Linked DNA regions of Mus musculus: region 2 is linked to region 1. The links are chromatin contacts, called in public Hi-C maps. All regions are on one chromosome and are shown on one strand. The core of a region is the stretch at or near the end of the contact, and the rest is flanking DNA. Distances in the headings are between cores, read along the strand shown.

The links. Hi-C and Micro-C count contacts between places; a contact is called where the count stands out from the background.
Region 2: a contact with region 1 is called in a Hi-C map of Sertoli cells, with 4 times the contacts expected there. The contact joins two enhancer-like sites. A contact is called at or near these places in 2 of 484 Hi-C or Micro-C datasets (Sertoli cells and nephron progenitors), 2 of 115 datasets of contacts at active chromatin or transcription factors (both in embryonic stem cells) and 4 of 9 other capture datasets (adipose tissue, embryonic stem cells, liver and 1 more).

Annotation. Positions count from the first base shown.
Region 1 is chr8:4,189,523-4,196,131 of GRCm38.p6, forward strand. Evi5l (ecotropic viral integration site 5 like) reads left to right here. Exons shown (of 20, transcript NM_001346730.2): 7 at 1,715-1,858; 8 at 2,063-2,152; 9 at 3,598-3,695; 10 at 3,784-3,844. Among named protein-coding and RNA genes, the nearest start is that of 4932443L11Rik, 11 kb to the left of the region's middle. Within about 2 kb of position 3,914, at least 80 of the 459 cell types and tissues checked have an H3K27ac peak or open chromatin away from gene starts, as enhancers often do. A contact at or near this core is called in Sertoli cells, where this site is marked.
Region 2 is chr8:4,403,585-4,410,946 of GRCm38.p6, forward strand. No RefSeq gene overlaps it. Among named protein-coding and RNA genes, the nearest start is that of Ccl25, 58 kb to the left of the region's middle. Within about 2 kb of position 1,562, at least 81 of the 459 cell types and tissues checked have an H3K27ac peak or open chromatin away from gene starts, as enhancers often do. A contact at or near this core is called in Sertoli cells, where this site is marked.

The DNA of each region.
Region 1 (6,609 bases), core at 2,664-5,163:
CAGTGAAGGCTCCTCTTTCAGGCTCTGAGGACAGGGAGGCAGAGCTCCACACAGGCTGGAAGTTGAACAAACAGGAGGTCCAGGCACCTACAAAAATGAAGGCAGGGGGTTGGGGTAGTGTGCTTGCCTAGTATTTGTGAGGTCCTGGTTTGATCCCCAATATCCTTCCCTACCCTCAAAAAAAAAAAGAAAGAAAGAAAGAAAGAAAGAAAGAAAGAAAGAAAGAAAGAAAGAAAGGAAGGAAGGAAGGAAGGAAGGAAGAAAGAAAGAAAGAAGGAAAGAAAGAAAGAAAGAAAGAAAGAAAGAAAGAAAGAAAGAAAGAAAGAAAGAAAGAAAGAAAGAAATTTCGCTGGGCAGGGGTGGCACACACCTTTAATCCCAGCACTTGGGGGGCAGAGGCAGATGGATTTCTGAGTTCGAGGCCAGCCTGGTCTACAAAGTGAGTTCTAGGACAGCCAGGGCTATACAGAGAAACCCTGTCTCGGGGGAAAAAAAAGAAAAGAAAAGAAAAGAAATTTCACAGCTGGACATAACGATGAGCACCTTTAACTCTGACAGGCTACAGAGTAAGACCTTATTTTAAAAGAAAGAATAGGGTGGGAACGTAGCTCAGTCATTTGAGTGCCTGCCAAGCATGAACAAAGGCCTGCTTCAATTCCCTCCTTTGGTAGTTGGCACTTTACAAGTAGAGTCAGGAGGAGGATCAGGAGTTCAAGGTCAGCTCAGCTCCATAACAAATTGAATGCTACCCTATGATATATGAGACCCTCTTCCAAAAAGTAAACTATGGTTTGAGAAGATGGCTCAGTCAGTAAAGTGCTTGCTGCACAAATGTAAGGAATTCTGTTTGAACCCTCTGCATCCATGTAAAAGCCTCATAGGCTCATAGGACGATATTCCTGCTACCCTCACACGGGGAGGCAGAGGCAGCAAGAGGGCAGAGTTAAGTAAATTCCTGGAGTTTCCGGGCCAGCCAAATCAATGAACTACAGGTTCCATGAGAGGCATTGTTTTAACAAATAGGTAAAAGACAGCTGGACATGGTAATAAACACTTTTAATCCCAGCACTTGGGAGGCAGAGGCAACCAGATCACTGTGAGTTCATAAGCCAGCCTGATCTCCATAGCAAGTTCCAAGCCATCCAGTGCCACATAGTGAGATGCTGCCTCATAAAGAAAGGTTGAGATTGAAGGAGACAGCAGCATCAACCTCCGCACAGCCCCCTTACATATATGCATTCACATATGAACACATACAAACCTCCTACACATACTTACAGATAAAAAATAATTTGATCCCTAGCATCTGCCCCCCTCAAAGTTAAGAAGGAATTACAATGCCAAGCCAGAAGACCGAAGACTTTCACAGGCTATGATTTACACACCCAAGCAGATGTGTAACCAAAAGCATAGAGATGCTGGCTAAAGGGGAAACCCAGAGTTCTGATGCTGCCTTCTCCAGCCTCACCTTCCCCAGTGGTCTGCTGCTATCTAATAGCCTGAAGCTGAGGTCATCGCATTTTGACATGTATTTTCCCAGGCCCTGCTTGTAGCCCCATGGCACTCAAAGTTCCAGTATGCCTCAGCTTATCCCCAAACACAGTAGCTAAAAGAGGACCTAGGAGGGACCTTGGCTGCCCAGGGTAGGTCAGCAAATACTCCTTGGAGGTGAGGGGCACTGAGGCCCAATGCTTCCCTCTCCATCCCCACACAGGAGCAGCTTCCGGACCTGAATACCCACTTCCGCTCACAGAGCTTCCACACGTCCATGTATGCATCGTCCTGGTTCCTTACGCTTTTCCTTACCACCTTCCCCCTGCCTGTTGCCACCCGGGTCTTTGATATCTTTATGTATGAGGTGAGTGCCCCACAGGACACCCTTGCCCATTCCACTCTGCACGTGGAGAGAATCACATCCCAAAAGGAGTCCTAGCTAACAGGACAAAGGAGGGGCTAGAATGCAAGGAGGGTCTGAGCCTCCTGGTGGGAGACAGGAAGCTCATTGGTGAGGGATTATTAATGGGAGGACAGCAAGCTCATGGGACTATGGTTGCTTTTGCAGGGACTGGAGATTGTGTTCCGAGTAGGCCTTGCCCTGCTGCAAGTGAACCAGACAGAGTTGATGCAACTGGACATGGAGGGCATGTCCCAGGTGGGTCAGGATGGCTGGGAAGATGAAACTGTCTCTCCTGGAGGTGACAGGCACTGGAAATCCCATGGCTAGTTGGTAGAGTGCTTGCCTAGCATGCACAAAGCCCTGGGTTCCATTTTACAGCATTATATAAGCAGGCATAATGATGTATGTCTTTAGTCCCAACACTCAGGAGGTGAAGGCAGGTGAATCAGAAGTTTAAGGCTAACCTGAGCTATACAAGATTCTAAGCAATAGGTCTAGCAGTGATGGTGCATACCTTTAATTCCAGCACCTGAGAAGCAAAGGTACGCAGATCTCTGAGTTTGTTTCAGTCTTGAAAAAAAGCAAACCAAAACAAAAAACAAACAAAGATTCTAAGTGACAAGGGAGGGGCTGGCTTCCCAATAGAAGTCACTCCTGAGCATCTGGGATCCTTTCTTCCGTCCCTTGAGGCCCCTGAGGAACCCCAGGCTCTGTCAGATACAACCCAGAGCCAGCAACCTAGTACTGGGGAGAAGAGAAGGCCAACACTCAACTGATTTGGGGAAGTCCTACTCACTCTTTCCTACCCACTTGTTGCAGGTCCCCAAAGCTTGCCTGCAAAGTAAACCCTGAGAGTAAACATTTGGGAGGTTTTCAGTATGTTTTCATCCCAGCTCTCAGCCTGGGGGACACGGGAAGGAGCCAGGCATCTTGAGGTAGCCTCATACCCTGCTCCTCCCTGCCTGCGCCTTCTCCTGGCACAGTCTGCTAGATCCAAAGCCAGCTTTCCCCTCACCATGGTTTCCCCATCACACAGGCCCCTATTCCCTCCCAGCATCCTCCAGCTGGTGCTTCAGAAAAGAATGCACAAAGACCACAGTTGTGTTTGCGAACACGGCCATACATTGTCCAAGACTGCCTGACTGGAGCAGCTGGGCAGAGGAATAGGACCTGTGTCCACTGAGCTTGTCTACCCACTTCCTACGGAGGGTTCCCCCATGCTCAGACCCCATTCACCCAGCCCTGCCTTCAGGAGGTCCTCTGGCCAGATTGTCTTAATTTTATTTATTATTAGTGTTAATGTGGGGGTGGGAAGAGGGAGAGAGGAGGAGGGCTCATGGCACACAGTATCTCACAATTCAATTCTCTACTTCCACTCTCTTATTCTTTCCACTGTTGGTTCCAGGGATGGGACTCAGGTCAGGCTTTGCAGGCCAAGCTGATCCCCACTCTCAGCCTCAGCCCCAGTTTTCTCACGCTTCCCCCAAAAGCCTGCTGGGAAGGCAGGCCTCCCTTCTAGTCTAGCTGTTCTCTCTCCTGCAGTCAATTCATTTGCACAACAAATGTTGGCTGAATAACCAAAAACAAACAGCCTGAGTGCTGAGACAAAGAGAAGCCTCAGGCAAATCAGAATACAGTTAGAGCTCTGGCAGACCTGGTGGTCAGGGCCCAAGTGACCATGACTCCCTGTGTCTCCACAGTACTTCCAGAGAGTCATCCCCCACCAGTTTGACAGCTGCCCAGACAAGCTGGTCCTCAAGGCTTATCAGGTCAAGTACAACCCTAAAAAGATGAAGAGGTCAGTGCCCGGGCGTGGAGAACTCAAATGGGAAGCCCACCTCAACCCCAGGGAGACGGGACTTTGACCGTGTGCCCCGTCCTCACAGGCTGGAGAAGGAGTACGCAGCTATGAAGAGTAAAGAGATGGAGGAGCAGATCGAGATCAAAGTGAGTGCCTGAGGCGTGGGGGAGGGGCAGAGATGGGCTCCCCTGAGGCTTTCCCTTACAAATCCAGAGCTGGCCGCTAGAGGGCGGGCCTATCTAGCGCACGGGTAGAACAGGCTGGCCTGGGCAGACAATCTCTGGCTTCGGATGACCCTCGCTCACTTGACCTTTCCTTCACCTGCCAGCCCCGCGTGGGAGCGCATTCCCCAGTTGGCATGTCCTCAAAGCTGGCCACACAACAGTAAACAAGACAGTCAAAGATCCTTGCCTTCATGTCCCCGAAGCACCCCAAGTCATGGGGCGACCTCCAATAAATCACTGAAATAGTGTGGATTCCACAGAGTGCTCCGGATGTAGTCATACAAGAAAGAGACAGTCGCGCCTGGGAAGACACTCTAGGTCCTCTAAGTCCAAGAGTCCAGTGTAAAGGGCCTAGGATAGAAGTATGTACCTGGTGGGCAGGAGGACACCCCGAAGGCTGGGGGCACAGAGGAGCCTCCCGGAAGGTTGAGAGCTAAGGAGTAGGGTTCAGGCAAGCCAGATGGATATGTAGGCTAAGGATATGTAGACTACAGTATGGGCATCCACTGAGAGCTCTGGTTGTGCTGGTAGCCAGCTTGCCAGCCCATCAAAGTCAGTGCCTTGAGTGCACAAAACGTCTGAAACTAAACTTACCTCTCAATAGCCTCTTCACCTCTCTTCATGTGATTTTAGCTGTTCACCCAACAACATCGATTGAAACAAAGATGAGACCTGGTCTTAAGTGACAAGGACCTGGCTTTCCAGATAAAGGCACTCTTGAGCATCTAGAGTCCTTCAATATCTTTCCAAGCAGACCCAGGTACTTCCAGGTACAACCCAGGGCCAGGATGAAGAAGAGAGGAGAAAGAAAAGCTCATACCCACCTACTTCAGCCAGCCAGCCAGCTATACATTCCCAAAGTCCGCTGGCCAAGAATAAGGGCCCTGCCACACGAAATGGAGGACAGGCAGGGTTACAAACCTACACATTAGCCTGGTTTTGTCCTCTCCAGTTGATGAGTCAAAGTGGTTAGCACTGGTGTCCCACAGAGGACCAGCTGTGTGACCCGGGCAGGTGAATTCACCTCTCTGAGCCTTGGAGCTTTGCTGTGCTGGTCCTATTACTGCCAACCTCATGCTCATTGTTCCTACCTCCTGTAGGAAGTCAGGGGCAGGGGTATGTGCCTGAAGGCTGAAGCACTTGGCCCTGCTTGAAGTTCCCAGAAAGTTTTCTATCCTGGGTTTGTGAGCCATCTCACAAGGAAGGTAGCTTGAGGGTTGCACTAGACCAAATGTGGTCCTTGCTGTGTGCAGATGAGCAGCCTGCTCTCATCTGGTGACTGTGGGGACCCAGGAATAGAAAAGAATGTCACAGACCTTGAGACCACAGGCCAGATTAAAAATTTCTCCAGAGAAGAGATTTCCCCAGAGTGTTCGAAGAGTCAGACAGATGTCTCCTCATAGGGCATCTTACAAGTGTCCTGCAGTTTGGTCTTTTACTTTTAGACTGTTTCAAAACATCCTGGTTTGATGCTGGGAGGTCACAGTGATGCACGACTTTAATCCCAGCACTCGGAGGCAGAAGCAGTTGAATCTCTAGTTTTGAGGTCACCCTGGTCTACAGAACAAGTTCTGGGACAGCCAGGGCTACACAGAGAAACCCTGTCTCAAAAAATAAATAAATAAATAAAACAAACAAACAAACAAACAAAAACCAATCCCTTATTTGTTTGCATCAGGAAAGGCAAGATGACAGGTGCATAGACAACTGCCTTTGAGAGAAGTGTTTGTTGAGGCTGAGGCAGTAGCTTAGTGGTGAGCATTTGCCCAGCATGCACAAGGCCATGGGCTCCACCCTCCGTATAGAACAATAGAAAAAAAGGAAAGAAGGGGCAAAGGATATGGCTCAGTGGGTGAAGTATTTGCTGTGCAAGCATAAGGGCCTGAGTTCCCTAGAACACACATAAAGAGCAGTAGTGCGCTTTTCATCCCATCCACAGAGACAGGCTGATAGATCCCTGGGGGTCACTGGCAAGCCAGCCTAGCCAAATTGGCAAATTCCAGGTTAAAAAAGGAGGGGTAAGGGTGAGGAGATGCCTCTGTAAAGTGCTTGTGTCTCAATCATGGAAACTTAAGTTCGGAGCTCCCAAAACCCAACAGTAAAAGCCCAGCACAAGTAGTGTGCATTTATGACCCTAGCACTTGGGACTGGGAGAGGTAGCAGGCAGATCCCTGGAACTCATTAGCCAGCCAGCCTAGCTCAGTCCATACACAACAGGCCTGAGCTTCAGCCTTATCAAGAAACTGCATTTCAGAAACTAACATGGAACAGGGGTAGTGGCACCTGCCTTAATCCCAGCTGTGAGGTGGTCGAGGCAGGCAGATTTCTGTTCAAAGCCACCCTTGACTACAAGTTCCAGCCAATCATGGCTACATAATGAGATTCTGTCTCAACATAAACCAACAAACCTAGGCATTGTGGCACAAGTCGGTCATCCTAGGGCTGGGAGGTGGACTTTGGAGGATCAGGAGTACATGGTCTCCCTCAGCTATATGGCAAATTAGAGGTCAACCTGGGCTACCAAATGAGACCCTGTCTAAAGAACAGAACAGAACAGGAGGGAGCCAGGCATAGTGGCACACACCTTTAATCCCAACTCATGGTAGGCAAAGGCAGGCCAATTTCTGTGAGTTCCAGGCCAACCAGGGCTCAAAGTGAGACACTGTCTCAAAATATAAATAACAAAT
Region 2 (7,362 bases), core at 312-2,811, 210 kb after region 1:
CCACGTGTATGTATGTGTGTATGTGTATACCACACATGCACACATACTCACACATCCCACACTTAAATGAGTAAGTAGAAGGAGACAGCTGGGTATTTTGACATTTGTATCTAGTTCACCTGTGGGCAAAGCAAGACTATCACATGGTTAGTAAGAGGATACAATGTCTACCCACCCACCCCATCTCCCAAAATGGCTGGCTCTCTCCTTGGCCAGGAAGAATGAATGTGGCAAGATAAGGTTTGCTCTACTCCAGACTGAGATGATTCTTCAAAAGCGTAGACTGGTGAGAAGGTTCAGCCCAGTAAAGGACTTGAGAACTTGAGTTTGATCCACCTGGACCCACACAGTGAAGAGAGCCAGCTCCCACAAATTGTTCTCTGACCTCTAGCCATGCTTTCCCTGCCCCCCCCCAACTAAATACATTTCTAAAATGTAATAAAAATAGTGTGTTATATTTCCTTTGTAAAATAGTTTGGGTGGAGACTGGGGACGTAGCTCGGTTGGCAGAGTGATTACCCAGCATTCATGAAAGCTGGGTTTGATCCCCAGCCAGCTCTGCATAAACCTGACACAGTGCGTACACGTGTCATCATCTGGGGAAATGCAGGCAAAAAGATAGTGGATTCAAAGCCTTCTGCGCTATATATAGTAAAACTCTGTCTCAAAAACAGATTGCAGAGTGAAAACTGGACCTTGAGATGAAGTGAAAGTCTGATGAGACGTTACTAAACTGTTGTTAACTCAGAACAGTGGTTCTCAATCTTCCTTGTGGTGACCGCAACCATTACATTATTTTTGTTGCTACGTTTTAACTGCAATTTTGCTACTGTTATGAATCATAATGGAAGTGGAAATTTGCCAAAGGCTGAGAACTGCTGACTTAGCGTGGTAGTATAGAACTGGCCGGGGAAGGGGATGACTGTCCTGATTCCAATTCAATCTGATGACCTTCCTGGCTAGTCCTTGCTCCTGGCAGCTTCCGCTCTCACCGCCACCTTCCAGGAATGGGGGTGGGGAGCAAAGGGAGATAAGGCAGGGGCGGGAGAGACTCAGAGTAGAGACTGAGAGATCTCATTGGACCCTCCCACACTCTCCAGCTCCTAAAACTATTTCCCCAGGGTTTGTTTAATGAATGATTTGCCTCAAAGGAACTTGTATAGGAAGATTCGCGCTTCTCCACCTCCCTATCGCTTCCACCTCTGCCTGAGCGAGAACCAGGAATTCCAGGAAGGAGACACCCTTGAGAGTGTATGTGCAGCGATCTGCAGCCGACAAAACTACAGAACTTCTTTGGACCCTCGGAGTGGTCCTCCGCCCTCACTTGCGGTTCAGAACCTGGAAACCCTTGTTCTCCTGCAGAATACTTGATTTCCCGGCACCCTACAAAAGTGCGCCCAGGAGACTGGAGAAAGGAAGGGGCTGGGCCAGTATATGCAGGGCTGCAGACAAAGGAATCCCTGGCCGGGTCCCAGTCGGTCAGGCGCCCTCTGGCAACTTCTGGACCTCTCCTCCTCCGCGTTCCCGGTGGTCACCCCTTCTCAGTACCACGCCTGAGAAAGCAAGGCGAAAGCCTGGGAAGGCTGAGCTCCGAATTGAAGGAGGAGTTTGAGGGAGGGTGCGGTTGCACTTCTGAGCCTGAGCGGGGAGAATGAAGCCAGGAAAGGCTTGAAGCTGGCTTGCAATTCCAAAGAGTTGCAAAGATGCAAGGGGTTCCTGGAATTGGAGCCTCCTAGGGGGCACGTTACTAGTGACAATAGAGTTGGGGGTGGCCCTGAGGTGGGGTGAGGTGATCAAAAGGCCATGGGCACAGGGAGGTCCTGAGACTTAATTGGGAAGTCTCCCATGTTCTTGCCTCTTTCTTCATGGGGCAAGGAGAATTCCAAGTGTGGCACTGGAAATTCACCTGTGTATTAGTCAGTGTTCCCTAGAGGAACAGGAATAGAACAGGTGTGTGTGTGTGTGTGTGTGTGTGTGTGTGTGTGTGTGTGTGAGACACATATATGTATATAGAGTAGTTTACAGGCTGTGGTCCAGCTAGTTCAACAATGGCTAAGTCCAAAGAAAAGTTTAAGAATCCAGTAGTTCAGTCCATGAGGCTGGCTATCTCAGCTGGTCTTCTGTATAAGGCTAGAATTCTGAAGGAGTAGGCTCTAATGCCAGTGAAGAGATGAACTTGCCAGCAAGAGCGAGGGCAACAGACAAGAGCTTCTTTCTTCCATGTACTTTACATAGGCTTTCACCAGAGGTGTGGGTCAGACTTAAGGGGCACCTTCTCACTTCCAAAGATCTGAATTAAAATGTGTCTTTCCACTTCAAATCTCTCAGAGATGTATGCAATTCTTTAGTTTTATATGTGTGTACTCATGAGTGTGCGGACTAGAGAGATAGCTTCAGGTTTATCTTCCTGGACACCGTTTGCTTCCTTTGAGACAAAATAAAGACTTTAGCATAGAGAAGATGTAGAATTCAGCATTTCAGCTCAATTTCTGGAGATTGAATTTAGAGCCTCACATACTAAAACCAGTGCTCTACTGATGAGCCTGTTTCTAACCCCTAGTGGGGGGATTTTAGGCGGCTCCTCTTTATGGCTGAGCTGCATCCCCCAGACTACAGAGACATTTCTCTCATTGACAGTTCTGGCAAATTCTTCACCTCTTTGGGAACATACCACCAATAATCCTGAATATGGGGTCTTGACAGAAGCTGTTTCTTGGATCTAAAATTGTTAACTCCACCCAGCAAAATTCTGTGTAGCTAGTAAGCCCAATTTGTTTTAATCTCCCGTCCCCCAGACATTAGCTTACTCTGTTTAATCCCCAAAACTAAATGTCCTGACCGTGCATCATCATAGCACTTCCAGAATATTGAAAATAAATACAGCATAATAACTTGAAGTGGTGCCAGGTGGTGGCGATAAATGCTTTTAATCCCAGAGGCAGTCGTATCTCTTGAGTTCGAGGCCATCCTGGTCTACAGAGTGAGTTCCAAAACAGCTAGGTATAAACAGAGAAACCCTGTCCTGAAAGACACACAAAACAAAACAAATAAACACACCCAAACCAAAATAAAAAATGAAACAAAAATAATTTAAAGTGGTGTTGAGTGCTTTCAACTTGACAGGCTTGAAGATAAGACTTTAGTGTATCATATCTTATTTTGTTTCCATTAAACCCTTTTTTTCTCACTATGTTGCTTTTAGATGTGTTGTTTATCATAGTAATAAAGCAAACCAGGACAGGTTCTGTGTGTGTGTGTGTGTGTGTGTGTGTGTGTGTGTATGTATGTATGTGTGTATGTGTACTGGTCAGAGAGCAATCTCAAGTGTCATTCCTCAGGAGTCATCATCTCATTTTTGAGAAAGGATCTCTCACAGGACCAGAGCTGGCCAATTAGGCAGGGTTGACTGAATGATAAGCCCCAGGGATCTTTCATCTCCTCCTCCTCATGGAGGATGGCAAGCTTGTGCCACTGTGCCTGGCTTTTAAAAACAGAGACTCTAAGGATCATATTTAGATTTTCATGCTTGCAATGCAAGCACTTTAGAAACGGAGCCAATTTTTCTTGAATTCTCGTTTCCTGTTATTGTTTCTGACCTGCACCAAGTCCTACTGAAACCCATCTTGTCTTGACATCCCACTGCTACCTTGTGTCCGCTATTACCTTATACTTCTCTGCTTAATTTCCTTGTGGAGGCAGAGTCTTGCTATGTGACCCCGGCTAGCTTTAAACTGCTTCAGCCTTGTGAATGTCAGGATTGAAAACATGGACGACCATGTCTGGATCTTTTATCTCATACATTCATACACATTGTCCTTTGTCACCAAACATTAGACTCCCTCCTGAAATGCTTTGAAGGCCCTGCGCTTGGGCCTTTCAAGTGCCAAGAGAATAGACAAGTACCACCATGCCTGGTTTACGCTTATGTTCTTTACAAATTATCTGGTCTCTGGTACTTGAGTGTCTTCTAGAAGTCAACATAGGTCAAGTATTGCTTAATTTTTTAATTGCATGTGTTTTATTTGTGTTATGTTTGTGTGAGGTGCATGGGTATAGATTACACACAGTTTATAGTTCCTGGAAATCAGGCCCAGGTGTTCAGATCACATGCCTAGGATCAGATCTTGGTAGCAGATGTCATTACCTACCAAGCAATATTGATGACCCCTGTCTTTTTTTTTTTTTTTTTTTTTTTTGAGAAAAGGCTTCTCAGTGAACCTGCTGTTTTTGTCTAGACTGGTTGGTCAGCAGTTGTCAGATGTTTTCCTGTCTTGTCCCCCACCTCATTCTGGGTTTACATGTGTGCAATATCATCTCTAACTTCTATGTGGGTGCTGGGAACCTGAACTCAGGTCCTTGTCCTTGAGTAGTGAGCACTTTACTCTCTGAGCAATCTCTAAAGAGTCTTTGTTCTCTGGTATTTGATTGTTTAAGGCAGGGTCTCATATAGCCTATGCTATTCTCCTACTCACTGTATTAGTCCGACTCCTCTAAAGAAACAGAACTATAGAATGAGTGTGTTTGTGGGTCTGTGTGTGTGTCTGTGTCTCTCTGTGTGTATGTATACGTGCCAGCAAGGCTACATGCATACCTGTGGTTTATTAGAATGGTTTACAGGCTATGGTCTTGGAAGTCCAACAATGGCTGTCTCACAAAGGAAATTTTAAGAATTGGGTAGTTGTTTAGTCCACCAGTGTTGCGCCCACCTCGGCCGGCAAGGAAGACACAACACGGTCGGATTCTTCTCAACAGCCTTTATTGCACGAACGCCTTGATGCTGCTACGGGGACCCCGGGAACCCAGGGAGGTCTGCTTATATACTCTCAGCCCCCATCCACTCTGGCCACGCCACCTCACCAGGCACACAGCTTCAGCCAATCAGGGCGGCAGGGGTATGTCTCCACCAAATATGGACTTGTTTACACCACCAGCATCATGGTGCACCTGCGCAGCTCTCATGATGGTCGTGGCTTATTTTCAGGTGTATGAGGAAGTCAAGTGCAAGTCATAAGACTTAGCTGCAGTCCCGGGCGCCATCTAGGGACTGCTGCCACACCTGCTCCTCACACACCAGGCTGGGTGTCTCAGCAGTCCCAATCTAGTGCTGCAGAGAAGATTCCTAGAGAGCTGCTGGTCTTCAACCTACATTGGAACCCCAATAAAATTGATTCTAGTACTGGAAAGGATAGGTGAACTTGCCAGCAAGAGTGAAGACCTTTTCTGTGGTCTTTTTTTTTATATGCATATTTTTGGTGAATATATTTACCTCTTCCCTCTCTTCCTCCCACCTGTTCCATGCACCCCATCGCAGCCTCTTTTTCTTTAATTGTTGGCGCGCGCGCACGCACACACACACACACACACACACACACACACACACACATATAATTCCTAAATACAGAACTACCACCAGCTTGTGGGATTGTGAAAGGTAGCCTGGTTCCCAGTCGATGTAAGGCTAGAAGCCTCGGAGATCCTGAATTCCCGGGCACCAGGCACCTGTCACTAGCTGCATCCCTGCATAGTTTTGTGACCATTAGTCTTGTAAGGGCAATGCCCCAAGACCTCCACATGTAGATGAGGAAAAGTGACATGAAGTATGGTCACTCAGGCTCAAGATAGAGAGCTCCATTCTAATGAGGTACCTAAAGGCCTGGAGGGCTTAGCCAATAAGCTCTTCTTCCCCAACACTCCTCAGGCCCACCCTGAGAATGGGATATGGTTTTATACATCTACTTCCCATCATGGCAATAAATGGTCTAGAACCACAGACCACCTCTTTCATCGGGATCCACCGTGGGGAGCCTTGGAGAAGGGCTTTGCCTATAGAGACACTGTCTAGTCTCCGTAGAAGGTCTCACTGCACTCCCAGCCATAATTGCACCAAGCCCAAACCTGCAGCCATCAAGCCAAGGACTCTCCCGGTGGGACTCTCTTCTACCCTGGCTAGGCCCAGCCCTTGGGCCCAGATTCCATTCTCAGATCTTCTGTGACTTCCAGCGGTGCCTGGATGTCCAAGAGCCTGGGAACTCCATGGCTCTGGCGGTCCCACATCTCAGACTGTGCTCCTCCGCCCCCTTAGTGGTGTCCCAGGACTTCCCTATGGCCCAACAGCCTCCAAGGGATGTTGTGGGGTAAACTCCCGGCATCCTGAGGAGTCCTGTGGCAGAGCGGACGCAGGACCCACAACCCTTCACCTGCTCATTCTGTATGGTGCTATTTGTATGTATATGCTTCAAGGGCTGACCATTTGGGATCCTATAAACAGTTGGTGGGCTTCTGCTACCAGAATGTGTGGCCTCGATTTAGCATGGGTCTTCCCAACTGAAGCTATTCAGTTAAGAAAATCCCTCGAAGGCGTGCCCAGATGTTTGGGGTTTGACTCCAGATGTAGTCAAGTTGATAACCAAGATTGGCCTATGGACCTGAGAATGACCTTGAACTTCTGATCTTCCTGCTTCATCCCCTCAAGGGTTGGAATTACAGATGTCTACCACCATACCACCTTTATTTATTTATTTATTTATTTATTTATTATATGTAAGTACACTGTAGCTGTCTTCAGACACACCAGAAGAGGGCGTCAGATGTCATTACGGATGGTTGTAAGCCACCATGTGGTTGCTGGGATTTGAACTCAGGACCTTCGGAAGAGCAGTCGGGTGCTCGTACCTGCTGAGCCATCTCACCAGCCCCATACCACCTTTTGACATCAAATGTTTTCACATTCTCCCTGTTCTCATAGTGATGTTGTTACTGGTTGAGGTCATGATGTCATACCACTGAGATCCCCCTTTCACACCCTCCCATGTCATTCTCATTAAGCCCAGCCCATCGCTTACACTTCTATAGATCCCATCCTTTGATTTCTGTGCATCCCCAGAGGCTCCTTTGAGGGACAGGATTTAAAGCTGCAAGCCTAGAGTGAAGGGATTTTTTTTTTTTTCTTCGAGACAGGGTTTCTCTGTACAGCCCTGGCTGTCCTGGAACTCACTTTGTAGACCAGGCTGGCCTCAAACTCAGAACTCCACCTGCCTCTGCCTCCCAAGCGCTGGGAGTGAGCCAGAGCTAAGGATCTGGAAAGAGTAGGTAGGGTGTTCTCAAAAGCCTAAGGCTGAGGCTGGAGACTGGGTGTTCTGACTGACTGTTTAAGCTGAACTGGAGACAGTTTGCAGAGACACTTGCAGCCCTGGCTTAGATCGCTAGATTGTGGCAACAATGGATCCCCACAAAACTGGAATTCCCTTGGGTCTCTTATGTTTGGAGGAGAGAAGAGCCTAAAACCAGGGCGAGAGGAGAGGCTTTCAACTGGAAAGACATTTATGATTTCTAAACCTCTTACAGAAGAGACACTGACTGGTC